Linked DNA regions of Mus musculus: all the other regions are linked to region 3. A link is a contact called in public ChIA-PET, HiChIP or PLAC-seq and promoter capture Hi-C data. All regions are on one chromosome and are shown on one strand. Each heading gives the region's core, a stretch centred on a gene start, on an enhancer-like site or on the middle of the called end of the contact. The rest is flanking DNA. Distances are from core to core; before and after follow the strand shown.

The links. ChIA-PET counts read pairs in DNA pulled down with a chosen protein or histone mark. HiChIP or PLAC-seq counts read pairs in DNA pulled down with a chosen protein or histone mark. Capture Hi-C pulls out chosen DNA fragments and counts their contacts.
Region 1: a contact with region 3 is called in an H3K27ac HiChIP or PLAC-seq map of microglia, with 8 times the contacts expected there. The contact joins the promoter of E430018J23Rik here to the promoter of Pycard in region 3. A contact is called at or near these places in 1 of 115 datasets of contacts at active chromatin or transcription factors (microglia) and 1 of 9 other capture datasets (liver).
Region 2: an RNA polymerase II ChIA-PET map of effector CD8 T cells shows a contact between it and region 3, with 6 read pairs. The contact joins the promoter of Fbrs here to the promoter of Pycard in region 3. A contact is called at or near these places in 2 of 115 datasets of contacts at active chromatin or transcription factors (effector CD8 T cells and thymic regulatory T cells) and 1 of 9 other capture datasets (pancreatic islet).
Region 4: a promoter capture Hi-C map of pancreatic islet shows a contact between it and region 3. The contact joins the promoter of Bag3 here to the promoter of Pycard in region 3. A contact is called at or near these places in 1 of 39 promoter capture datasets (hematopoietic stem and progenitor cells), 1 of 484 Hi-C or Micro-C datasets (embryonic stem cells), 2 of 115 datasets of contacts at active chromatin or transcription factors (effector CD8 T cells and kidney) and 1 of 9 other capture datasets (pancreatic islet).
Region 5: a contact with region 3 is called in an H3K27ac HiChIP or PLAC-seq map of thymic regulatory T cells, with 4 times the contacts expected there. The contact joins the enhancer-like site here to the promoter of Pycard in region 3. A contact is called at or near these places in 2 of 39 promoter capture datasets (the C10 cell line and embryonic stem cells), 1 of 484 Hi-C or Micro-C datasets (B cells), 3 of 115 datasets of contacts at active chromatin or transcription factors (memory CD8 T cells, pro-B cells and thymic regulatory T cells) and 2 of 9 other capture datasets (adipose tissue and macrophages).
Region 6: an H3K4me3 HiChIP or PLAC-seq map of embryonic forebrain shows a contact between it and region 3, with 2.5 times the contacts expected there. The contact joins the promoter of Mcmbp here to the promoter of Pycard in region 3. A contact is called at or near these places in 4 of 39 promoter capture datasets (cranial neural crest, embryonic stem cells, hippocampal neurons and 1 more) and 4 of 115 datasets of contacts at active chromatin or transcription factors (astrocytes, bone marrow-derived macrophages, embryonic forebrain and 1 more).

What each region holds. Positions count from the first base shown.
Region 1 is chr7:127,391,677-127,395,676 of GRCm38.p6, reverse strand. E430018J23Rik (RIKEN cDNA E430018J23 gene) reads left to right here and starts at 2,056. Exons shown (of 3, transcript NM_198011.2): 1 at 2,056-2,424; 2 at 2,563-2,676; 3 at 3,162-4,000. The coding sequence starts at 2,241. It also overlaps a transcript of Zfp764 not described here.
Region 2 is chr7:127,477,531-127,481,402 of GRCm38.p6, reverse strand. It overlaps Fbrs (fibrosin), which reads right to left and starts at 2,445. Exons shown (of 18, transcript NM_010183.2): 1 at 1,758-2,445; 2 at 1,288-1,467; 3 at 501-536; 4 at 385-414. The coding sequence starts at 2,204.
Region 3 is chr7:127,991,583-127,995,407 of GRCm38.p6, reverse strand. Pycard (PYD and CARD domain containing) reads left to right here and starts at 1,541. Exons shown (of 3, transcript NM_023258.4): 1 at 1,541-2,025; 2 at 2,237-2,293; 3 at 2,443-3,825. The coding sequence starts at 1,755. The coding sequence ends at 2,696.
Region 4 is chr7:128,521,457-128,525,304 of GRCm38.p6, reverse strand. It overlaps Bag3 (BCL2-associated athanogene 3), which reads right to left and starts at 1,722. Exons shown (of 4, transcript NM_013863.5): 1 at 1,261-1,722. The coding sequence starts at 1,446.
Region 5 is chr7:128,631,207-128,635,069 of GRCm38.p6, reverse strand. The region is part of intron 1 of Inpp5f (inositol polyphosphate-5-phosphatase F); the gene reads right to left. Among named protein-coding and RNA genes, the nearest start is that of Inpp5f, 22 kb to the right of the region's middle. Within about 2 kb of position 1,744, at least 53 of the 459 cell types and tissues checked have an H3K27ac peak or open chromatin away from gene starts, as enhancers often do. A contact at or near this core is called in B cells, memory CD8 T cells and thymic regulatory T cells, where this site is marked.
Region 6 is chr7:128,738,786-128,742,529 of GRCm38.p6, reverse strand. Mcmbp (minichromosome maintenance complex binding protein) reads left to right here and starts at 2,101. Exons shown (of 16, transcript NM_145955.3): 1 at 2,101-2,397. The coding sequence starts at 2,340.

The DNA.
Region 1 (4,000 bases), core at 807-3,306, 600 kb after region 3:
TGAATGGGTCATATGTGGATTTTTTTGTTTGTTTTTTGAGTTCTTTGTGTATTCTGGTTATGAACACTCGTCAGACAGACACACAGCCGCTGAGGATGCTGGTGTCAGGCCCATCAGATAACATCTGATCATCCGACTGAAACTTTAAAAGGCAGAGGGGCTTGGAACAATGGGTTTCACATTCTGAAGACAGCAGCTGACAGCCCAGAGCAGCACTCCCACCAAAGCTCTGCCATAGCTGTGCACCGCATGCATCCTGGGCACTCACTGTCAGCAGCCTCCCAGAGCCGAAGCTCCCTGTGTCACTCGGACCTTGGCACAATCTGCTGGGAGATCTGAAATCACTCTGGGCCATGGGAAGTCATACCTGCTCCATCTTTAAGTTTAGTACAGTGAGCAGAAACCTGATCTTGACCCAATGTATTTGCACCAAGACATAGAAGAAAGGCAGGGAAAATTATGGGTGCATGACAAAGGAAGATAGCCCCTTGTCCTGAAGTCTGGCTGAAGCGCCTCCCCAGTGAGAAAGAAAGAAATTTAGCAAATTAACATTTGCTGTGAATGATGCTGAGTACAGATAAGATTCCTTTCTTTTTTTTCTTTCTTTTTTCCTTTTTTTTTTTTTTTTTTGTTTGTTTTTTCGAGACAGGCTTTCTAGGTAGCCCTAGCTGTCCTGGAACTCATTCTGTAGACCAGGCTGGCCTCAAACTCTGAAATCCGCCTGCCTCTGCCTCCCAAGTGCTGGGATTAAAGGCGTGTGCCACCACTGCCCAGCCAAGATTCCTTTCATAGGTAGGTATTTTATATTAAAATAGCAATGAACCAGACTGAAAACCTGGATGTATATGACCGTGAGTAGGGCCTCATTCCTCTCTTGGATATTTCATGGGAATCTCACAATCTTCCCAGAAACTTTAATTCCTTCCTGGAAGTGAAGGGGAAAAAAAATCCAGATGGGCAGATGTAGAGTTTTAGAAGATTAGGTCGTGAATGTTCCGAGTGTCCTGGCTGATCAAAGACCAGCTCTATGATCTCAGACATGTGTCAAGGACAGTATTTCTCAACTACTTTGAGATGTGTAGACCAAGCTGGTGGAAACAACCTCTGAGACTGCTATACTTTCTAGCTTATTAATATTCTTCCTGCCACAGGCTTTCTGGGGCTCCACAATACACTGACCAGAAGAAAAACACCAAACACCTGTTAATTCCTGAGTCCAGCCATTGCTGGACCTCCATCTTGCTGACAGGGTTCAGGATCCCAGGCTGGAACTAACAACTATCCTGTGACTTTAGGTGTTTCATGTTTGTTATCCAGTAAAGGCTGTAAAGAGGGATGTTGCTGTTATTTGCTGTCTAAACTAAGGCACACAAGTCATAAATGTGCAGATTGCCCACTCCATTGTTCCCTTATCATTCTAAATTCCAGACCAGTCCAGGATGCGACCTGGCTGCAAAAGCTAAATCAAGGAACCTGAAACAAAGTGACGCTGATGAGGTCCAGTCACCAAAGTTAACTTCCTTGCTTAACCCATTGTGTGAAAGACTGACTAACGCAACAGTGCACCCAAGTCCCCCTTGCTTTGTGTTTTCATCCTATGAAAACGTTATATAAGCTCTGTTCCGGGATGCTGTTCAGCTCCCAAATTGGCCACTACATACGCGTGCACAGAAATAAAGCTTTCATTTTTAAACTTCTATCTCTGAAATGAGTTTTCTCAGATTCTACCCCAACCCAAAATTCACAGACTGCTTCCACCTAGCTTAACTTGAGAGTGGTGTGAACACACAGAATCTGTACCATTCCTCAACTGCACGATACTCGCGGTCCTGGAGTCCCCGCCCACATAGGCACGTCCACTTCAGTCTTGGTCTTAGATTGGCACTTGTAGACACTTTGGCCATTTTGGATGAGGGCTAGAAAACAATGACCCAGGAAATCCGGTGACGTAACCTTGGGCGGGACCCCAGGGATCAAGGTTCTTGTTACTCCCCGCCCCGCCCCGCCCCGCCCCGCCCCCACACGTTTATGCACAAATACTGCTACCATTTCTATGAGTTCATCACCACGTCTTGCATCTGTACCTGCTTCTAGGAATCTTCAATTTTCACCTACATTAGGGTGCTCACGGACCTGATATATGTCCTTTCTCAGCCCTGGTACCCCACCGCGGCAACCTAGGATCTGGCAGGCGATCCAGGGGACGCCAGGCAGATCACGGAACAGTGCGGGGAGTCCCCATGGCGCCGCGGATGGCCCCGGAAAGGGCCTCCGCTTGGCCTGCATTCCTTAAGCCTGGGACTGTGAGCTTCGCGGACGTGGCCGTGTACTTCTCCCCGGAGGAGTGGAGGTGTCTGCGGCCGGCGCAGAGAACCCTGTACCGAGAGGTGATGCGCGAGACCTATGGTCTCCTGGCCTCTCTGGGTGAGAACCTTCCTGGCCGCCTGGGTTCGCGTAGCCCTTGACACTGTGGGTCATGCGGTGGATCGGAGTTCCCTGGGTACGGGTGGTCGTAACAAGTGGGTCGACCTGACTCGTGGGGTTTGCTATCTTTCCCTCCAGAAGTCGGGGGCGACAAACCAGCGCTCATCTGCTGGGTGGAGGAAGAGTCCGAAGTGTGGGGACCCGGTGCCCAGGAGCCAGAGGTGGCCATGTGCAGGACAGAAGTCCACTCAGGTGAAGGACTGGGTACTTGCCTGGGGAAACTTCTGTGTTGCCAGCCTGTGTGGTGTCTTCTAGTGACTGCACTTACTGCCTGGCAGTTTCTTCCCTGTTTTTCTGTTTCTTGGCCAAAGCCATGATGGCTGGCCCCTGGATTCATCTGAAAAGGGTTCTGTCCAGTGCTCTCACCTCATATCTACAGGGTCACTAGGCTGTATAGGTTGTAGCCCCTCGTTCCCACTCCTCTGCTGCCATCTCTGTGACTGCGTTCTGGAGTCTCCTTCAGTTCTTGCTGTCCACCTCTGACAAGTGCTTAGCTCACTGCACTTGGGAATGGGGACCACACAGACACCTTTCTTTATGCTGCATCTGGACATCTGTGCACCACGCATGCTCAGATGCTGTGGCCTCTCCCCTCCTGTGCCCTGTTTCCATGTGGGGCTGTGGGAATCGAGGGGCAGTAGAGTCAGAGTCTGAGCTTTGTCATGGTCTCCCAGCAGATTGCAGGCACGAGAAGGAAGGGAAGAGACCAAGGGAAGAGACCAAGGCAACCAAGAAGATACTTTCTCCAGAAGCTGGGCCTATGGAGCCACGCCCCTCCTTTGCTTCCCCTTCTTGCAACTTGGAGCTGCTTTTCAAGAACTCTCAGCAGGGGCACCCCACTGTTGCGGTGCACAACCCTATCCTAAAAGCAGACCAGCGTCATGGGTGCCATGTGTGTGGGAAGAGTTTTGCCCACCAGTCCAAACTGGTGGAGCACCTGTACACTCACACAGGTGAAAAGCCATTTCAGTGCCCAGACTGCGACAAGTATTTCGGCCGGGCTTCTTCCCTGAGCATGCATCGAGCCATACACCGAGGGGAACGGCCGCATCAGTGTCCTGACTGTGGGAAGAGTTTTACCCAGCGGTCCACATTGGTGGCGCACATGTACACTCACACAGGCGAAAAGCCGTTCCATTGCCCTGACTGCAACAAATCTTTCAGCCGGCCTTCTTCCCTGAGCTCTCACCGGGCCATACACAGAGGGGAACGGCCTCATTGTTGCTCTGACTGTGGCCGAGCTTTCACGCATCGCTCTGGCCTCATTGCCCATCTCCGTGTCCACACTGGGGAGAAGCCTTACTGTTGTGCTGATTGTGGACGCTGCTTCAGCCAGAGCTCTGGGCTCCGTGAGCACCAGCGGGTGGTACACAGCGGTGTGACCCCCTTCACTTGCACTCACTGCGGCAGAGCCTTTGCCCGGGCCGCATATCTTCAGTGTCACATGCGCACCCACACGGGTGAAAAGCCTTATTCATGCCCTGACTGTGGACGCTGCTTTCGACAGAGCTCTGAC
Region 2 (3,872 bases), core at 1,196-3,695, 510 kb after region 3:
ACACAAACCAAACAAACCCTCAAATCAAACAAAACCAACCAACAACCAAAAAATAAAAACAAAACCAAAAAAAAAAAAAAAAAAGCCCAGGGTCATCAAGATAGCTCAACAGGTAAAAGCACTTGTGACGCCTGATGGCCTGAGTTCCACCCCATGTTAGAAGGAGAACTGACCCTTCAAAAACACATGGACACTGTGGCCTCACCTCTCAACCCAATACCTTTTTCTTCTCTCCCTTCCTCCTCAAAACTTAATTCTGGTTCAATATGCCCCATGTTCCCATTTAGGAAGGATGTCTATTGTTTGTGGGAGTTGTTCAAACTGCAGGCTGCTTGCTTAAACCCCCACAATAGTGCCCACCCAACAGCTCCTGGCCCCACTCACCCTCTCATCCAGATCACTTTCTGCGTCACACTGAGAAGATAAAGAGAAAGACATCAGGGGATAGGAGAGGGACCCAACAGGGAAGGGATGGGCCATTACAGGTAGGTGACACTTACTATATATCCAGCTTCCAGAGAGTGACGGGAGAAGGCCTGAGAAAGACCAGAGTCCAGAAGTAAGGGAGGCTGACTGACCAAGCAACTGTACAAAGCCACTACTCCCAGCAAGACCTTCAAGAGGACTTAAAAGCTACTCTCCATCATGCTCTTGTTTCTCTGTTTACTTCCACCTCCGCTACCAACCAGCTTACTATTTTCCTAATACTCTAGGTTCTCAAATCTTAAAACTGTATTCAAAACAACTTTTCCTCACTTCTTTCCTCAGCAAACTTCTGACTACACTGGGGCCCAAGACGTTCTAGGGGGCTTTCCCTAACCGCAACCCTCTGCCCATCCCCCAGACAGAATGAGTGGCTTCCTCATGTGGGTTTCTGTAGCACTTTGCCTAGATCTCTCCCAGATCACTGCCTTACACAGCTGCTCAAGCTAGTCTAGGTGCTTGCTTTTTGGCTGTTTCTTTCCCCTTAGGCTGCCACCAGCTAGAGGAAAGGACAGGACATCTCTTATTTATAATTCAGCTGTCTTTGATGTATCTCTTGAATTATCAGCTTGTTAGTAGTATACATAGCACAAGCAAAAGCAAGTGAGTTTGACTCTAGTTAGGTCCTTCAGACCTGGATTGGAGATGGGGCTGCTGTCCAATTTGTTCTGCCTTCCCCTGTGCTCCTAGACACTAGGATTACTGCTGGGATCGGCAGTTGTGATGCTCGTGGGAAGTCAGTCTACAGGAATGATATATTCCGACTGAACAAATTGGAAGGACTGGAATCTGGGACATGCTCACCTCTTTCCTTCTTCGCTTATTGGGCCATTTACGGGGCCTATCCCCAGAGGGTCGGCCAGGCTCACGGTCTGAGCTGTCCCCTGGTTCCCCAGTGGCCCCACTGGAGCCCCCCCTCTTCCGTTTCCCAGAATGCTTCAGCCGATGTTCCAGTCGTTCTGGGGGCTGAAGAGATGCATCCTTCTGTAGAAGAGGTGGTGGAAATGTGGTTGGAGAAAGAAAAGCTCCTTAACTCTCTAAGGGTGACCAAGTTACTCAAGTGCCTCTCAAGCAGGGGAACCTAGGTAGTCCCCAGACACTAGCTCTACCTCCTCCCACCCCAGGGTGGGGCAGAAACCCGGCAAGAGGAGCCGGTTGCTCTGGTTTGGGGTGTCACCACTGCCCCCTCAACCCCATCCTCTGTAAGGGCTATACCCTTCTCTCTGCCCTTCTGACCCACCTCCCAAAGACCCCCAAATCCCATTAGGGCACACCTGCAAGGCCTCAAGGCTGGCAAAGCTAGCGATGGCAAAACCATCGATCAGGTCTTCCTCCTCTTCCTCCTCCTCAGGCTCCTCCTCGGCTTCTCCGTCGTCTGCGCCCCCCTCTTCCTCCTCGTCCTCTTCCTCTCCGCGGCTGCCCGAACCGGCAGGCCGCTTCCGAGCTCGCGGTCTCGGGGGTCGAGGCCTGGGTCGGGGCCGCCGCCGTCGTAGGCCCCCAGGCCGCTCTCCAGATGAAGCTGACGACCAGGGACGGGCGGGCGGCGGCGGTGACGAGGAGGATGAAGAGCCTCGCGGGGCGGCCAACAAGGCCCGGGGCGCGTCACCGCCTGGACCTCGGCGGCGCCGCTGCTCCCGATCACGGTCTCGCCGCGAGCAGCGTCTCCGTCGCCGCTCCCCTTCAGCTGCCCAGCCCGGGCCTGGGGCCGCGGCCGTCTCCATGGTGACGGCCCTCAGCGCCGCATCCGGAGGCGGCGGGGCCCGAAGCGGCCTGTCCACAGGCCCCGGGTCGCGAGCGCGGCGCTGGCGCTTGCACAGGGACGGGAGAGCTCCGGCTTCCTCTTTAAAACAGGATCCGCTGGCCTCTGGCTTGCCCCAAGGCCAAGGCCCAGAGAGCCGGCGCCGCCCCCGGGGCGACAAGCCTGAAGGCCCCCCCTGTAGGGCTGGCGGGGCCGCGACGACTAAAACTGGGCGGCCGTCCCTTTAAGGCGAGGCCTCAAATTGTCCAGCCCCCGGCCCCTTTAAGACGACTCCACCGTGTCCGGCTGGTCTAGTGCGGTGGCGGCCCCGTGCCAGGGGTCGAGGCAAGTCTCCCAGAGGAAGAGGAAGGACCACCCCTTTAAAAGGGGCGGAAAGCACGACTTCCCCTTTAAAAGTGTCTCAAGTCCTCCGGCTGAAAGAGGCCACCCCTTTAAAGAGTCCAGAGGCCTTCAAACAGCGAGTCGTCCCTTTTTAGAGAGCGTAGCTAAGTTTCTAGCCCTTCACAGGCTGTCACTTCCCCTTTAAGATGAATTTAATGAACTTCTTGCGTGGGGCAGGAGGTAGGAAAACTCCACTTGCCCCAATTCTTCCAGCAGGAGTTGTTTGTCAGCTTCTGCTGTCCCCTTTAAGACTGGCGTTGGAGTCGGCCGAGTTCGGTACCCACCCCTTTAAGGAGATTTAACGAGGTCTCCGCCTCCCGTAGCCTTGAAAGGTGCAAGGGGGCGGAGCCTGCCGTCCAAAGTCCCGGATGTGAGGCAACGGTGACGGATAGAGCTTCTCTCTCTGTCCTCCGACATAAAAGACTCTTCCTCCTTTCCTCCGTTCCTAACCGGCTTGTAGCTAGAAGGATCCGGAAAGGCCACTGGACAGTGAGGAACTCCGCCGTATCCTCCTGTTGTCTTCTTCGGCGTCTACGGCTCTTCTCCACCAGAACTTCCCTGCCCCTCCTCCCTCTTCCTCCTCAGCCAACGCCTCCTTCCTCTCTCCGCCTCCTTCCCCCTCCCTCCGAGGCTCAGTCGTTTATAGGTTGGCAAGTAAACGTCAATGCAAAGGGCGGAGTCAAAGTCGCCGGAGTGCCGGACGTAACAGCCTTCAAATGTGGGATTGGGTTGTCAGGTTAGCCCCGCCCTCCCCAGGTCTTGTGACTGGACTGGTCCGAAGTAGGTGTTTGGAGCAGTTCCTTAGGCCACCCGCCTCTTCCTGCTCTCTGTTTATTGGCCATCTACTGAGAGACAGTGCGAGGCACTGGGAGGTGGTGCCTGGAGTGGTAGGCAGCAGGCCACTGGTAGGCGTTAGGCTGTCCTAGGTGCGCTTTTCTGGTGTGTAGTGGCTGCCTTTTTGCCTGTTGGTATTTCGCGCAAGCGCATGGCGCTAATGCCTTCTGCCCGTCTTTGGGCGGATCTGTCTACCGTGGCGTCTCAGAAAACCCAAGCACGATCCGCGAGAGTCAGAGGTGGGGCGGAGACCAAGCTCCCAGTGGCCGTCCCTTCCTGTGCTCAACAATAATAAACACTTTGCACTCCAGTGCGAAGTACTCTCTCACATTAATTCACTTGGTAATGAGTTCCGAGGTAAATATTTGCTCTCCGATCCATTTTACCAAAGGTATCTGTATACAAACTGCCAGGA
Region 3 (3,825 bases), core at 292-2,791:
GATCCCAGCCTAAAGAAGAGTTGAAAATTACTTAGTAATGACATTTGACTCTGAGGAATCTGGGGACTCATAGGAGTAGGAAAGGGACAACATCCTTTGTGTAGGCTGTAAGATGCATATATGGCCATAATGATCTGAAAATTATGGAGGGATCAATGAGGAACCATAAGCCATGAGTCAAGGTACACTGGCTATCTCACCACAATTGCTGCTGGTATACCATGCCACAAGGATGGACACTCTGTCACCCTGCAAACTTAATCCATAGTTGTAAAGTGTCAAGAGTTAAAACTCTGCTGGTCCTAGTGGCACACACCTTGATCCAAGCACTTGCGATGCAGACACGTGGATCTCGAGTTCCAGGACAGCCAGGGCTACAGAATGGCATCCTGTATAGAGGAGGGAGGCTCCTTAAGCCAGATGTGGTAGAATACACCTGCTATTCCAATTCCAACCAGTCAGGGGGCTGAGCAAAAAGGATCAGGAGTTCAAGACTAGCCTAGCTTACACAACAAGGTTATCTAAAGTAAATAAATAGGCAAAGCATTAAGTGGTGACTAGGTAGCGGGCCCTTGGCACATGCTGGGCATTATAACAACCTCCCTAGCCTCCCCTCCCCCACAAAAGCACAAGAGCTACAAAAAAGTAGCTTTGTTCACTAGCAGCAATATGATCTAGATGGGTAGATGGAGGACTCTTAAGACTGGACTCTCGGAGGAAGTAACATTTAACCTGAGGGTTGAGGAGCCAAGCATTTGTCTGAGAGAGAAGCAATTTCAAGGTTTAGGGAACAGCATGTGCAAAGAATTGAAAAAGCAACTCCAGAGGAACTGAGCTTGAAGATAAGGGTAAACTGGCAGTGTGGTATAAAACAAGACTGACTAGATCAAAACTGGGATGGACCAGTAGACCCCCAGCCATGTTTAAAGCCAGTTAGGAATTCTGGGTACAGAGCAGGCTCCAAGGTCATCCTAACCAGCCCAGGAGTAAGGGGGTAGCTAGCTGTCTACTCAGGTCTCTACACTCCAGTTGTCATCACACTACAAAATATTTAATAGCTGGGGCATTTGGTAAGGTTTCAAGAAGCCTTAGCCCTTCCAACCCAACCCATCATGAGCCCAGGTCCCCCACCTTCTAGCAGATGTGAGGCTGAGAGATGGGAGTGACAAAAACTTTTAGCTGAAAGAAACTAAGGTGAAGACATAGTCACTCTCTTTCGCACTTCATTTTGTCCAAATCTGTGGAATTCAAGGGGCTTAGTGTTCTAGCTGTTAAAATTCTAATATTCAATGGCATGTGAGTGGATCCTAAGATCTGGGGAAACAAAATTTGGGGCGTCTAGATTTCCAAGATTCTAAACCTCTATGCTCCAAGAAACTCAACAGAAACAGGTTGCTTTTCAGCAACAGCTGGTTTGCAAGTAAGCTCTATTGAGTCTCTCAGCATCTCCGGACCTGCCAGAGTAACAACTTAGCTCCACCCTCTGTCCCCACCCCACTTCCTCCACCAACCCACCTCCACCTAGTTTCTTCAGCCTAGCCAAAAAGCCAAGTCTGAAAGTCTTAGGGGCGGAAACCAAAACTAGTTTGCTGGGGAAAGAACAGGAGCTGTAAGAAAAGAGGGTGGGGGAGTCCCAGCATGCCCATCGGCCTAAGCAGCTGACTTCCTGGTCTTGGCGGGCTGGCAGCAGGCAGGCTGCAGCAGGCGAGCAGCAGCAAGAGTAAAAGGTGACCGCGGCTGCCCACCCCAGAGCCATGGGGCGGGCACGAGATGCCATCCTGGACGCTCTTGAAAACTTGTCAGGGGATGAACTCAAAAAGTTCAAGATGAAGCTGCTGACAGTGCAACTGCGAGAAGGCTATGGGCGCATCCCACGCGGGGCCCTGCTGCAGATGGACGCCATAGATCTCACTGACAAACTTGTCAGCTACTATCTGGAGTCGTATGGCTTGGAGCTCACAATGACTGTGCTTAGAGACATGGGCTTACAGGAGCTGGCTGAGCAGCTGCAAACGACTAAAGAAGGTGAGTGTGTCCCCTTGTTCGTCTACCCTCAACTTCCTGCACACCAGCAGAGGCTTGCCTCTTTGGCGCTTAACTGTTCCTCCTGCCATAGCCAAAAAAAAAAAAAAAAAAAAAATCTTCCCTTTGTAGCCTTGAACTTAGCACCGTGGGTGGAGTGGGAGTGAACCCCTGAAAGTCTGTTGATAAAGATCCACCTGGCATTTCTTTGCAGAGTCTGGAGCTGTGGCAGCTGCAGCCAGTGTCCCTGCTCAGAGTACAGCCAGAACAGGTGAGGCCTCCCCACCCTACCACACCCTTGCACAGCCTATCTTTGCCTATGTAGTCATGGTGGGTGGCTTTCCTTGATTCTCCAACCCCTAAAACTGCGTTAGTAAATTTTGAAGCAGTTTTAAACACTGCTTTCACTTCCACCCTCAGGACACTTTGTGGACCAGCACAGGCAAGCACTCATTGCCAGGGTCACAGAAGTGGACGGAGTGCTGGATGCTTTGCATGGCAGTGTGCTGACTGAAGGACAGTACCAGGCAGTTCGTGCAGAGACCACCAGCCAAGACAAGATGAGGAAGCTCTTCAGCTTTGTTCCATCCTGGAACCTGACCTGCAAGGACTCCCTCCTCCAGGCCTTGAAGGAAATACATCCCTACTTGGTGATGGACCTGGAGCAGAGCTGAGGTATCTTTTCCAGCTACATTATCTAGCTCCTGACTTTGTATACACAATTTTTGAAAAAACAATTTGTATTTGTGTTTACTCTCTGGGATGTTTTTGCTGAGCTAAGCTACATTTCCAAAGGCCATATGTGGCCCAGTGGTAGAACATATACCAAACATGCACAAATCAGTCTCCAACACCTAAATTCCACAGACCCAAGTTATGGCTTCTCCATTCTAGTGCAAAGGCTTCTCAAATGATTCCTGGCTCCCCATTTGGGAGCTTTTCCCATATTATCCCAAAAGGCTACCTTTGAGAACACATGTAACATTATCCAGGTCAAGCTAAAAAGCGAGAGGGGGGGATGGGAACCAGGTAATGGTTAATCCCAGCAACCAGGAGGCAGAGGAGGCTGTTCCAGAACAGCCAAGGGTACAGAGAGAAACCCTATCTCAAAAAAACAAAAACAAAAAAAAAACAGGCAATGGGGCTTAGAAAGGCACCTAGAAACAAACCAGTCCGTAGAAGACTTTGGGCTCTGGGAACTCCTGTCTAGACAAGGCTGGCCTAACTCAAGAGATCTGCCCAGCTCTGCCTCCTGAGTTATGAGATTAAATGCATGTATCACCATGCCCAGCCCAAGCCTTTTTTTTTTTTTAATTATGTGTGGATTTTGGGGGTGGGGCTGTTCATATGTGTGCACCATTTCATGCAATGCCAACCAAAGCCAGAAGAGGGCATCAGATCCCCTGGAACAGGAGTTACTGGCTGAGCCTCCACACAATGCTGGGAATTTAACATGGGTTTCCCCTGGAAAAAGCAGTCGTTACGACTGCAGAATCATCTCTCCAACCCCAAGGGCTTATCCTTTAAAGAAATGAAGATCGTATTGTGTGAATATAAACACGGGTGCATGTCTGCACAGAAGCTTGAAGACAAACTCCAGAGTTCTGTTTCTTACCTTGAGGTAGGGAGGAGTTCCTGTTCTTTTTGCTGCATACTAACTCTGGGCTGTGAGCTTCAGGGCCATTCTGTTTCTCTCATCTGTACTTTCAGGTCTCTCAGCAGTGCTGAGATTAACAGGTATTGCCATCATTCAGTGGACAGAAGACAAAACCAGGGTGAACGAAGCTCTCTACAACCGAGTTT
Region 4 (3,848 bases), core at 473-2,972, 530 kb before region 3:
TTCTTCACTCAAAATTCAATCGAATTTTTATTTATTTTTATTTTATTTTATTGGTTTTTCGAGATCGGGTTTCTCTGTGTAGCCCTGGCTGTCCTGGAACTCTGTAGACCAGACTGGCCTTGAACTCAGAAATCTGCCTGCTTCTGCCTCTCAAGTGCTGGGATTAAAGAGGTGTGCCACAACTGCCCAGCTCAATCTTTTTTTTCTTTTTTTTTATAAAAAAAGACAAGGTCTTATTTTGCAACACAGGCTAGTTTCATTCCAACTTAATTACTTAATAACTTTTGAGATAGACTCCGATTATATAGCCCTGGCTAGACTTGAACTCAAGATCCTCTCGCCACAGCTTCCTGGGTGCTGGGATGACAGGCCTGAACCAGGCTGGGCTTCATTCCAAATTTGTATTTTCAATTTTTCTTGCTTTTTAGATTGAAGTACACAAACCTGAATATCTATGCAAATGAAGCATACACCTAGTGTTCACCAGACTCCTCAGCTGTTTCTGGTAACAAAACTCCAGTATTTGAAAAGGACAACAAGGAATCACGCCATTAAAAATACATTCTTTCACTCCAGTGTGAGTCTTAAGGCAGTGGCTAAGTATGGTGATACAATGTCTGATCTTTAGTTTTGGAACTGTCAGAAAGAGTATCTTAAAAAAAAATAGTGGTAGTATCAGAATTTTCTCTAACTGAAAGCAGTTTCGACCAGTAATAATAAGTTTAATGGGGGAAAATAACTTATTTACTCGAGCCTCCTGAGTCACTCTATGCCTAAGATCCAGTAAACTCAAGATAAGCCTCAACTAAGTTCTGAATTTGAAAGTGAAATCCCCACAGGAGACTCCACTCAGCAGCCTTTCAATCCTGGCCGTGCGCCATCAGCACCGGAGGGAGCCCAGGGTCTCAGCACGGGACGCGCGGGACAGAGAGGCGGCGGCCGGGCCTGGCCTGGGCCTCAGCCGCTCATCAGGCCGGTCGCCCTTCCCTGGGACGCGGCGCACCGCAGCTCAGGCCACCACTGCCCTTCGCCCTTCGCAAGAGGCTGTGGAAAACCACCCGATGTCACCACGCGGGTCGCACCCCGCTGGCTACCGTCCAAGGCCACCCTGCCTGCGGCTCTCTGCGGCCCGACGCCCGTTCGAGGCGGATATGGTTAAGGACTCTCCTTGCGCAGCAGGGCGCGGGGTGGGGTGACTCGCATAGCCCTGGCTCGACCAGGCCCCTTCGCCGTCGAGGTGGGACGGCAAGCTCCACTCACCTTAGGGCCCTCGGGGGGCACACGCGGGTCGTTCCACGTCGTGGTGCGGCTGTTGTGGTCCACGAAGAAGGGCCAGCCGGTCTGCGGGTCGATTTTGATCTCCCAGCCCGGGGGCAGGGGGTCTCGGTCGCTGGCTCCGTTGCCGGACGCCATCTGCATCATGGGCGATTGGGTGGCGGCGCTCATGCTGGGTTAGGGTCCGCCCGGGGCGCAGAGCTAGGGCGCGGGTCACGAGGTCGTGGAGTGCGGGCACCTCTGTGTAGCCGATGTGTCCGGGAAGCCGGCGCCGGGCACCTTTATGAATTAAAGGACTGGGTGACGTGGCCGAAGAGGGGTGGAAGTGTCTGGAAATAGCCTCCTAGCTGCCAAAGGGGAAGGAGGAGATAAAGAGAAGGCAGCAACTGGCCGGCTAGAAACTTCTGGTCCCATCCAGAGAACTTGGCGGCCGCCGTGGGTTGGATGCGGAGCTCCGCCCTGAGTCATAGGCTATAATCGCGGCGGGGCGGGACCTTGGGAGGGATCGGAGGCGGGGATTTGTCACCCGCCCCTCCTTCTCCTAGACTACCCAGGCTGTCCCTCCCTATCCCTGTCCTGTGTGTGTCCTGGGGCCTGTGCGCCTCGCGCCAGGTTGACACGCACCGGTGTCCTTGTGCTCTCTGGCTGGTTTCTGTCTCCGGACTCCCCACCACTCTTTCGTGCCGCGTGGGGGTGTCCCGGGGTTAGCAGTCCAAGGGCCGACACCTGGGGCCCCACCTTTGTGTAAGGACTAAATCATCTTTAAACTCGGAAAGTCTAGTTCTTTCTCTCTCTTCACACTCAGTGACGCTGGCGTCCTGCAGTGACGTTTTTAGTAACTTTTTCTCAAGGGCCTTATGACTTCTGAGAAATTCTGGAATGCTGATCTGAGGTCACAACAAAAAGAAAGAGCTGTGGAAACTCACCTGCCTGCTTTGGAAAACTGAAGAAGCAAGGACTAAAGTGACAACTTTGTGCTCTTGGCCTTCTATATAGGCACTTTCGCACAGTGACTAGACTTCAGAAACACCTGGAACCAATACTGAGGCCAATTTCCTGACTCAGATTCAGAGAATGTCCTGGGACCTTCAAAGATACATCTCTGGCCTCTTCCCCTCCGATTTTTACTCTGTGGCAAATACTAGAGGACTCTGCCAGACATTTCCAACAAGCTGATTTTTTTTACTTCCAAAGACCTTCTTACTGACTTTGAAGTCTCAAAGCCTCAGTATAAGTATTAACATAGTTAGCCTTCAGGTACTGCCTGGTGCCACCAAACACACCTGTATAAGCCCAAATGTGGGAATATTGACTTATTATCATTTGATAGTCACATTGAAAGGTCTAGACACTTAGATTCACTCACTGGTCAGTGTCTGTCTTTTGCTTCTTTATACCTGAACCCACCCAGCACGTGGCTAAATCCAGAGTCCATCTTCAATAAAGGAATAAAGATTGATGTTTATTGAAGACTGAATACAAAGTGAATTTTTTCGCTTGTTTTTCAATACAAGGTATCTTTGTGTAGTTTTGGCTGTCCTAGAACTAGCTAATTATGTAGACCAGGCTGACCTTGAACTCACAGAGATCCATCTCTCTGCCTCCCAAGTGCTGGGATCAAGGGCATGTGTCACCACTGCTTGGCTGTGGATATTTTTTTAAAGATATGGTCTATCTATATAGTTCTGCCTCCCAAGTATTGAGATTAAAGGTGCACACTACCATCTACTACGCCTAGCAATGCCCTATTTAAAAAATATTTAAAAAAAATAAATAAAGATTTATTTTATATGTATGAGCCGGCTTGTGCAATGCCTTCCGAGGTCCAAAGAGGGTATTGCATGCCCTGAAACTGTAGTTATAGATGTTTATAGCTTCCTTGTGGGAACTGAACCTGGTCCTCTATAAGAGTAGCAAATGCTCTTAAGTCATCTCTCCCGCACCCCCACTTTGTCCTCAAATTGCCCCTTCGTTCCTACCATCCATTCCTATCTTGCTAAGTATTTCTTGACTCTGTGACTCTTCTCTTTCTTCCGTCCCAGCCATCTTACGCTTTCACCTGGATCCTTCACAGCACCCTAATGGGTTCTTCAGCCTTTGGGCTTGCCTCTAAACCTCTTGCCCATATAGCAGCCAGAGAGGCCTTTTCAAGCACCCACCAAGTCCACTCTCCTTGGTCTGGTGCACAAAGGTGTATTCCTCATTTTCCCTGGTCCATACTTCAGCTGACCCTGCTGAACTGTATCTTGCACACACTGCTTCCACCACCAGGATGGAAACCCTTCTATCCACTCCAACCATCATCTCCTGGGCAGCTTGGCTTTTCCCAGCATTCCCTTTAGCATACACTCCTTCACACACACACACACACACACACACACACACATACACACATCCTGCTGCCCCCCCATTAGTCCTCTGACCATCCACATCCTGTCCCACCCTACCAATTGCTTTACACTGTAAATGCTTGTTTGTTTGATTTACTTAATGGGCTGAGTTTTTAAGAGCAGGAGCAGGATCTTGATCACCACCGTGTCCCCATCCTCCAGCACAGTGTGTGGTAAATAATA
Region 5 (3,863 bases), core at 495-2,994, 640 kb before region 3:
TAATTTTACTGAAATATTATCTGTCATTCATACAGTAACAATACACTAATAGTTTAGTTTTCAAACTCATTTCAGTTTTGATAGTTTTTCACTATGCATTAATTTCTTGAGTCAGGATTAGCCATGGCTAGCTGTGAACTCACGGTGATCCTCCAGCCTCAGACTTCATAACTGAGACTGTTATTTCTTCTCCATCTTTACTGTTATATTTTCACCAAAAAACAAAACAACCAATACATTTCTTCAGTTGATTGTGGCTATTTTGCCTTGCTAGGGGTGAACCCAGGATTATAAGACTAGGGTTTCATGCATGATGGGCAGCCTACATGCACACCTCAACTTCATTGTTTTATTGCAAGAATTAAAAACATTTTAAAGGCTCCTCCTATACATATCATCATTTCTAATATTTCTTGCTTTGTATGTGTCAAAGTAGGGACACAAATGTGCCAAGGTGCACATGTGGAGGTCAGAGGATAACTCGTGGAGTCAGTTCTCTCCTTCCTCCAGGTGGGTTCCGGGGATCAAACCCAGGTTGCCAGGCTTTTGAGGCAAGTGCCCTTACCTAGTGAGCCATCTTGCCAACCCTCATTTCCAATCTTGACAACATTATGAGGTTGGCATTAGGTGACCCAGTTTACAAGTGAAGAAATAATGCTTAGAAAAATAACAGAGTTGCTTGAGGGACCCAAAGAAGCCAGGGACTCCACAGGAGGGCCAACAGAGTCAACTAACATGGACCCTTGGAGGCTCCCAGAGACCAAACCACCAACCAAAGAGCAAGCATGGGTTGGACCTCGGCCCCCTGTATATGTGTAGTCAATGAGCAGCTTGGTCTTCATGTGGGCTCTCCAACAACAGGAATCTCTCCCTGAATCTGTTGCCTGCCTGCCTGCCTGCCTGCCTGCCTGTGGATCCCATTCTCCTTGATCTGCTGTGTGTGTGTGGGGGGGGGGGGGGTGAGATACTAGAGGGGGGCTCCCCCTTTGCAAAGATGAAGGGGAGGGAGGAATGGGGGAGGAGCTGCGGGAAGGTGGTCCTGGGAGGAAAGGGAGGCTAATATTGGTAGGTAAAGTTGAATGAATAAATAAATTTACTTAAAAACTAAAAAGTTCCAGGACGGCCAGGGCTATACAGAGAAACCCTGTCTCGAAAAACCAAAAAAGAAAATAAGAGGGAAAAAAAAGGAAAATAACAGTCAAACTGCCCACAAGACAGGAGTCAGAGCCTCAATCAAAAGAAATATAATAAGACTCTGCCTCAAAAGCGTAAGTTGAAAATGTCAAAAAACTTAAATTAAAAACAGGTATAGTGGCACAAATCTTTAATCTCAACACTTGGGGCATAGAGGCAGGCAGATCTCTGTGAGTTCAAGGCCAGCCTGACCTACATAGTGAATTCCAAGCCAGCCAGGCCTACACAATTTTGAGATCCTGTCTCAAAAATTTAAAAAACAAATAAATAGAGTTAGGAATAGCAGTGCATGCTATAATCTCTGATGTTGTCCAGGCTAAGGCAAGAGGATCTTGAGTTTCAGGCCACCCTACTCTAATGGCAAGACTGTTTCTCAAAATAAACAAAACCAAAGAGGCCTGCCTATCTGACTGGGGTTGTACACCCCAGCAACCTGCTGCAACACCTCACCTTCCCCCCCCCCCCCCAAACAGCGCAGTGAGCCACTGAAACAGGAAGTTTTAAATGCCGCATGTGATTACAAAGTATCAGTATGAGACGGAGGGGGAAACTGGCCACTGAGGTAAGACTAGTCTGTCTCGTTTCAGGTCTCTGCCTGCATAGTAACTGCAGTGCCACACAGAACTACCTCCTCTTAAAAGTCTTTTTCAAGGGCTAGAGAGATGCTGTGGTGAGAACCAGGCTGATCTGCTATACTCTCTTCAAGCCCTGATATATAGAAAAGGCCTGGGGACTGGGTCTTGGGGAAACTTCAGTTTTGGATCCTGAGAACCCAACTCTTCCCCCTAAAGTGGTTCTTAACCCTCTTAACACTGGGACCCTTTCATACAGTTCATGTTGTAGTGACCTCAACCATAAAATTATTTTTATTGCTACTTCATCACTGTAATCTTGCTACTATTATGAACTGTAATGTAAATATTTGTTTTCTGATGTTCTAAGGGGACCCTTATGAAAGGGTCATTAGTCAATCCCAAAGTGGTGGTGACCCCCAGGTTGAGAACCACTGACCTAAAGCGTTATGGTTATCAGAGCCAAGGATGCTGCATGCGTACTTGTTCTGTGACACACATGAAGTGTCCTGTGTTCCCTTTGTGAAGCATTGCTTGGTTAGCATCCAGCTGACTTCAACCATCATATGAAAGTTTCTTCTGTCTCCTTTCCCTGCAAACCGTATATATGATGTATGTATGATAAAATAAACTTGCTGAGATAAGACAAAGTTTATATGAGACCTCCTGGGCCTCAACTTTCCCATCTTCTCTGTTTTCTGATCTCCTGGTCTGTTCAGAACCTACCAGTGAAGAACAGCCAGGACCTGAGTGCAGGTCGATGGTGCGACGGTTAGGAGCACTTGTGACTCTTACAAAGGATGATCAGTTCCCAGAACCCTCAAGATGACTGGAACTCCAGTTCCAGGGCATCTGACACCCTCTTCTGACCTCCACGGCACTGCACATGGAGTACACTTACTAACATACATGCAAGCAAAAGACTTAACACATAAAATATAAATAGATCTTATAAAAAATCTTTTTTAAAGAAATAGAACATCCTGGCATAATTTTCCATTTAAGGAAGTACTTTTTCACATAAATCTTTAATTAAGATTTTTTCTATTATAAAAATACTGTGATAAATGATGAATTTTATGCAAATATTTTATTTGTCTCCATCCTTAATAGCATTAAGATAGATTCCTAGAAATGAAAGTAGTAGTCACAACATTAAAAAAAAATAAGGCTCTCAAGCATTACCAAATTACTTCTATTAAATGTTATGTCACATTGATTTCTGCCAAAAGCATATTTAAAAGTTTACTTTAAAGTTTACTTATATATAATTTTCCTGCATATAGGTATAATATATATATATATATATGTACATATATTTACATATATATGCAGGTAAACTTAAAAACACACACACAGGATCTCTCTCTAGGTAGTCCTTGCTGTCCTGGAGCTCACTATATACCTAGGCTACTTTGAACTCAGAGAGATCCACCTGCCTCTGCTTTCCAAATACTGAGATTAAATTAAAAGTATGCAGCCCTACTACACCTGGCCTAAAATTTACCAGGATCTTTTAATCTCTTAATTTAATGGCATCCATTACCTAGAAATAGGCTATTTTCTATTTAACTATAAAAGTAGCTGCTTTCCTCCTTCTACACCGATCTCCTCGTGTATGCCATCCCCCTGCTTTGGCCTTCTTGTTTGTATCTTTAATTTCCCTGTGAGACTAAAACAGGAGGGGCTGGAGAAACAGCTCAGTGGTTAAGAGCACTGACTACTCTTCCAAAGGTCCTGAGTTCAGTGCCCAGCAACCACATGATGGCTCACAACTATCTGTAATGGGATCTTTTCTGGTGTGTCTGAAGACAGCAGTAGGACAGTGTACTCACATACATAAACAAAATAAATAAATCTTTAAAAAACAGAAAAAATAGACCTGCAGGTTGAGAGTTCTGCTTACAATTAAGAATAAGCTCCTGTTTTTCCTAGGTTTGTTTGACCCATCTGATGGGATGTGCTTGATCACATGTGGGTGGGAGGTACATGGGCAGGAAATGCATCAGGATGTATGCTTGTCCCTAACTGGAACTAATAGAAAATATGAATGATCGGTTTTGCCTTGTTACGCCCCTACAAAACATGACTTGTGGC
Region 6 (3,744 bases), core at 852-3,351, 750 kb before region 3:
TCCAACAGGACCACACCTTCTAATCCCTCCTGAACAGTTCTACCAACTGGGGATCAAGTATTCAAACCTTTGAGCCTATGAGGGCCATTCTCATTCAGACAACTACAGTGTCTTAGCCACGTTAGTTTTCTCAACTCACAAAAGTCAGACACAAAGTCATATTGAAATGCCAAGTCCTAGTTCCCTCTTTCATCCCGAGTCACTCCAAATCATGCCACTTTGGCATAAAGATTATCTTGAACTGAAAGCAACTGAGCAGAACCATGTATAAGAAAACCGCTTGCCCTCCCATTGTCTGTACAAAGGCAGGAGGGTTTCAAGGCATCCTCCCACCCCTTTCTACCAGAAAACACAGAAGCTAGTTACCTGGAAGAGCTTTCGATCCTTTTGTTTGGTGGTTGGTTGGTTTGTTTTTTTGTTTTTGTTTTTGTTGTTGTTGTTTGTTTGTTTGTTTGTTTGTTTTTGAGACAGGGTTTCTCTGTGTATCCCTGGCTGTCCTGGAACTCACTCTGTAGACCAGGCTGGCCTCGAACTCAGAAATCTGCCTACCTCTGCCTCCCAAGTGCTGGAATTAAAGTTGTGTGCCACCACCGCCTGGCTGAGCTTTCGATCCTTATCAACCCAGAAGCAGAAAGATCTTATATACTGTGTCTACCATGAATCTCTCCTATTTTGACTTCCTGCAGCTTGTTGCCTTTGGGAACTAAGAACTACTTTCTTCTGTCATTTCTCTACAAAGTTATTGTTCTTTGTGGGTGATCACAAACTTAATTTTTCTTTCAAGACAGGGTTTCTTGAAAACCTGTGTATCCCTGGCTGTCCTAGAACACGCTGTGTAGACCAGACTGGCATCAAACTCAGAGATCTTCCTGCTTCTGCCTCCTGAGTGATAGGATTAAAGGCATGGGCCACCACTGTGGAGCTCTTAATTTTTATCTATTTGTTTTTGAGACGGGGTCATATATAGGTAGCTCAGGCTGGCCTCAAATTCAGTGTGTAGCCAAGGCTGGCTATGAACTCCTGACCTTCCTTGACTATATCCCAAGTGCTATGATTTAAGGATACGTTCCCTCCAGGGGACCAACAAAGGCAGAAGGGCAGGTTTGGTTCCCTTTTCCTTCTGAACTACAGAGGTTTCTGGGTTTGGTCATAGCTGTCTCTGTTCATCTGTCGCCATCTCTCTCTGTTTGATCCCTTGCTAGGGCTTGCATGACAGGCAAGTGTTCTGCCACCAAGAAGTTCTTATTCTTCAGCTATATACTTTCTAGATTACATTCAGATCACCACTACCTTTTTACAGCCGAGTAGGTATAGATGATGAAATCAGGGTTTTCTGAGGTATATCCCATTTCTAGGGAAAATGTCTTCTCTATGAAAACTTGACAGTTCCTAAATTCTCTAGGCCCTTCAGGGTCTGCCCTGTAAGAGTGTTCTGATCTGTATGCTGTATAGGAATCTTGTCATAGCTCCCTAGTTGCCAGGTTGGAAGCAGAGATCATTTGGGTGTTTTGAGGTTAGAAGCTAAAGGCTGGGCTAGGAGAGAGTTCTGAGCACTTGCCAGTTCCTTGGCCATATTGAGATGCCCACAAAGGCTACACAACCTCCTTGATTAAATCGTTCAGGAAGAACTCACTGAGCTGGGGGCAAATCTTATACAGGACTTTGGGCAGGGCACCTTAGAAGAGTTCTACCACCAGAAACAAGAGGCACAAGGGGATCAGATGATCAGACACCAAATAGAATTTCAACCTTTAATTTTGCTTAGAGATGACTCTTGAAGTTGGCAGAACGTGCGTCTTTTTGGTCCAGGTGCAAGGACTCAAACTTTGAGCCAATGAAGCACCCTGATGGAGTTTGCCACCAGGCGCGCACACAGGGACCACTATACCAAGCACAGACGCGCTCCTCTGCCCATCTCCAAGATGGCGGCCCCGGGATTGCCCGACCTGTCTCCGTCTCCAAAATGGCCGTCCGCCCCGCCCACTCCCTCCCCTCCGGGAGTGCGCAGCACGCTCCCGCCGCCCCTCCTCCTCGAGCTCCACCCAGGTCGCTGGCAGCGCGGTCGGTGGCCGCGATTTCCCGCCATTGTGAGAAGTGGAGGCTAGGACGGTCTCCCCCCCACCCCTCCGGCCGCTGGCCAGCAGCTCCGAGGCGCTCGTGCCCGTCACCGCAGCCACCTCTCCTTGAGACGCGCGGAGGCCCGTGGCTCGCGACGCCCCCGCGCGTGGGAGGGCGCGGACGAGGAGCGGCCGAGCCCCCGAGAAGCCGGGCTCCGAGCGCGCTCGGCCCGCAGAGGAGCGCCCGCCGCACGGGCCGCGCTGGCCCCGGCCCTCAGCGCCATGCCCTGTGGAGAAGATTGGCTGAGCCACCCGCTCGGGATCGTGCAAGGCTTCTTCGGTGAGTGGCGCGTGGCGAGCAGGGCCGGGAGGGGAGCGGAGTTTGCGGGACCAGGCCCGCCGCGCGGCCGCACTCCGGACGACGGGCCGGGGGAATCACTGCCGAGGGCTCGCGTGGCCCCGGGCCTGGAAGCCGAGCAGAAGCAGCCGTCTCCGGCCGCCGGCGCTGGCGCCGCCGCCGCCTCCCGTCACCTGCCCGCTGCCCGGCCGCGGCTCGCTGGCGGCGGGGCCGCGGCTCCGAGCGCTAGCTGTGATTGACGGCCTGGCTCCGGGCCGGTGGCCTACGTAGCCCGGGTGCTGCAGACACGGAGAGGTCCCCTTGCCCACGGAGGGCCCTTAGAGCGGCCGCGGAGAGAAGCCACTGCCTGTGGGAGCCTGCGGGATATTTCAAAACTTCCGGGGTGTGTAAGGGAGTGCTCGAGCCTTCGCTCAGAAGTTCTCTCTGTTTCCCTTGACATCCGGGAGAATGCTTCTTCTTTTTTTTTTTTTTTTTTTTTTAAATTATTCTTCCTGCCCTGTTGACATTAGAACCCGTCTGCTCTGTTACCTGTTCCCGTACCAGGGCTAGCTAGAAATACTCAACTACTTAGATGAGTTGCCACAGAACGGGAGCCGAGAGTGCTGTAGGCAAGCTGAGTAAATTCTAGGTGTAATTGTCATCGTTGCTTTTTTTGGTTAACCAGACCTCCGATTCCCACGCGCATCCCAGATTTCGGTGCGTTTAATGACTGGCCTGTGCCACCGGTCTCCGTGGAATGTGTTTTCTGTAGTAACGCTCCCACCGGATCGGATTCATTTTACCTAGAATTCTAACTAATCAGGTAGTTTCCCAGGGTGAAACTAAAGCCGGCAGATAGAAGGGCTGGGTAGACATGACGATTATATAGCCAGTGAACACACAGTGTCTTCAACAGGGGCAGGGGTGTGCAAGCCCGCGAAAGAGTAAACCACGGGCTTGGGGTATTATAGCTCAGTAGTAGAATGTGTGCCTGGCCTGATGAATGGTCTGAGTACAGTGCAGGTGGAAAGAGGCAGATTCAAACCTAGCCATCTAGGGTGGTTATCAAAGGGTGTGTGTAAGCTGCTACCTGTGATTCTGTCATTTGGAAGGCAGAGCCCTTCGCTAAGTGCTAGTAATTGAAGTTCAAAATATTGGACCCAACAACTGGCATGTCGAGACTAACAATGATTCCCAAATGTCAAGCCAGGGTTCAGTTCTGTACTGGGTGAAAGTGCAAATGTGTAGATAAATTTTTAGGGGAAAAAAAATCTCTCCGTAGTTAAAGGTTTGGGACTTAAAGGGTTAAGTTCCAATGACCGATACCAGAATTCCTTACCCTTTAGTTTG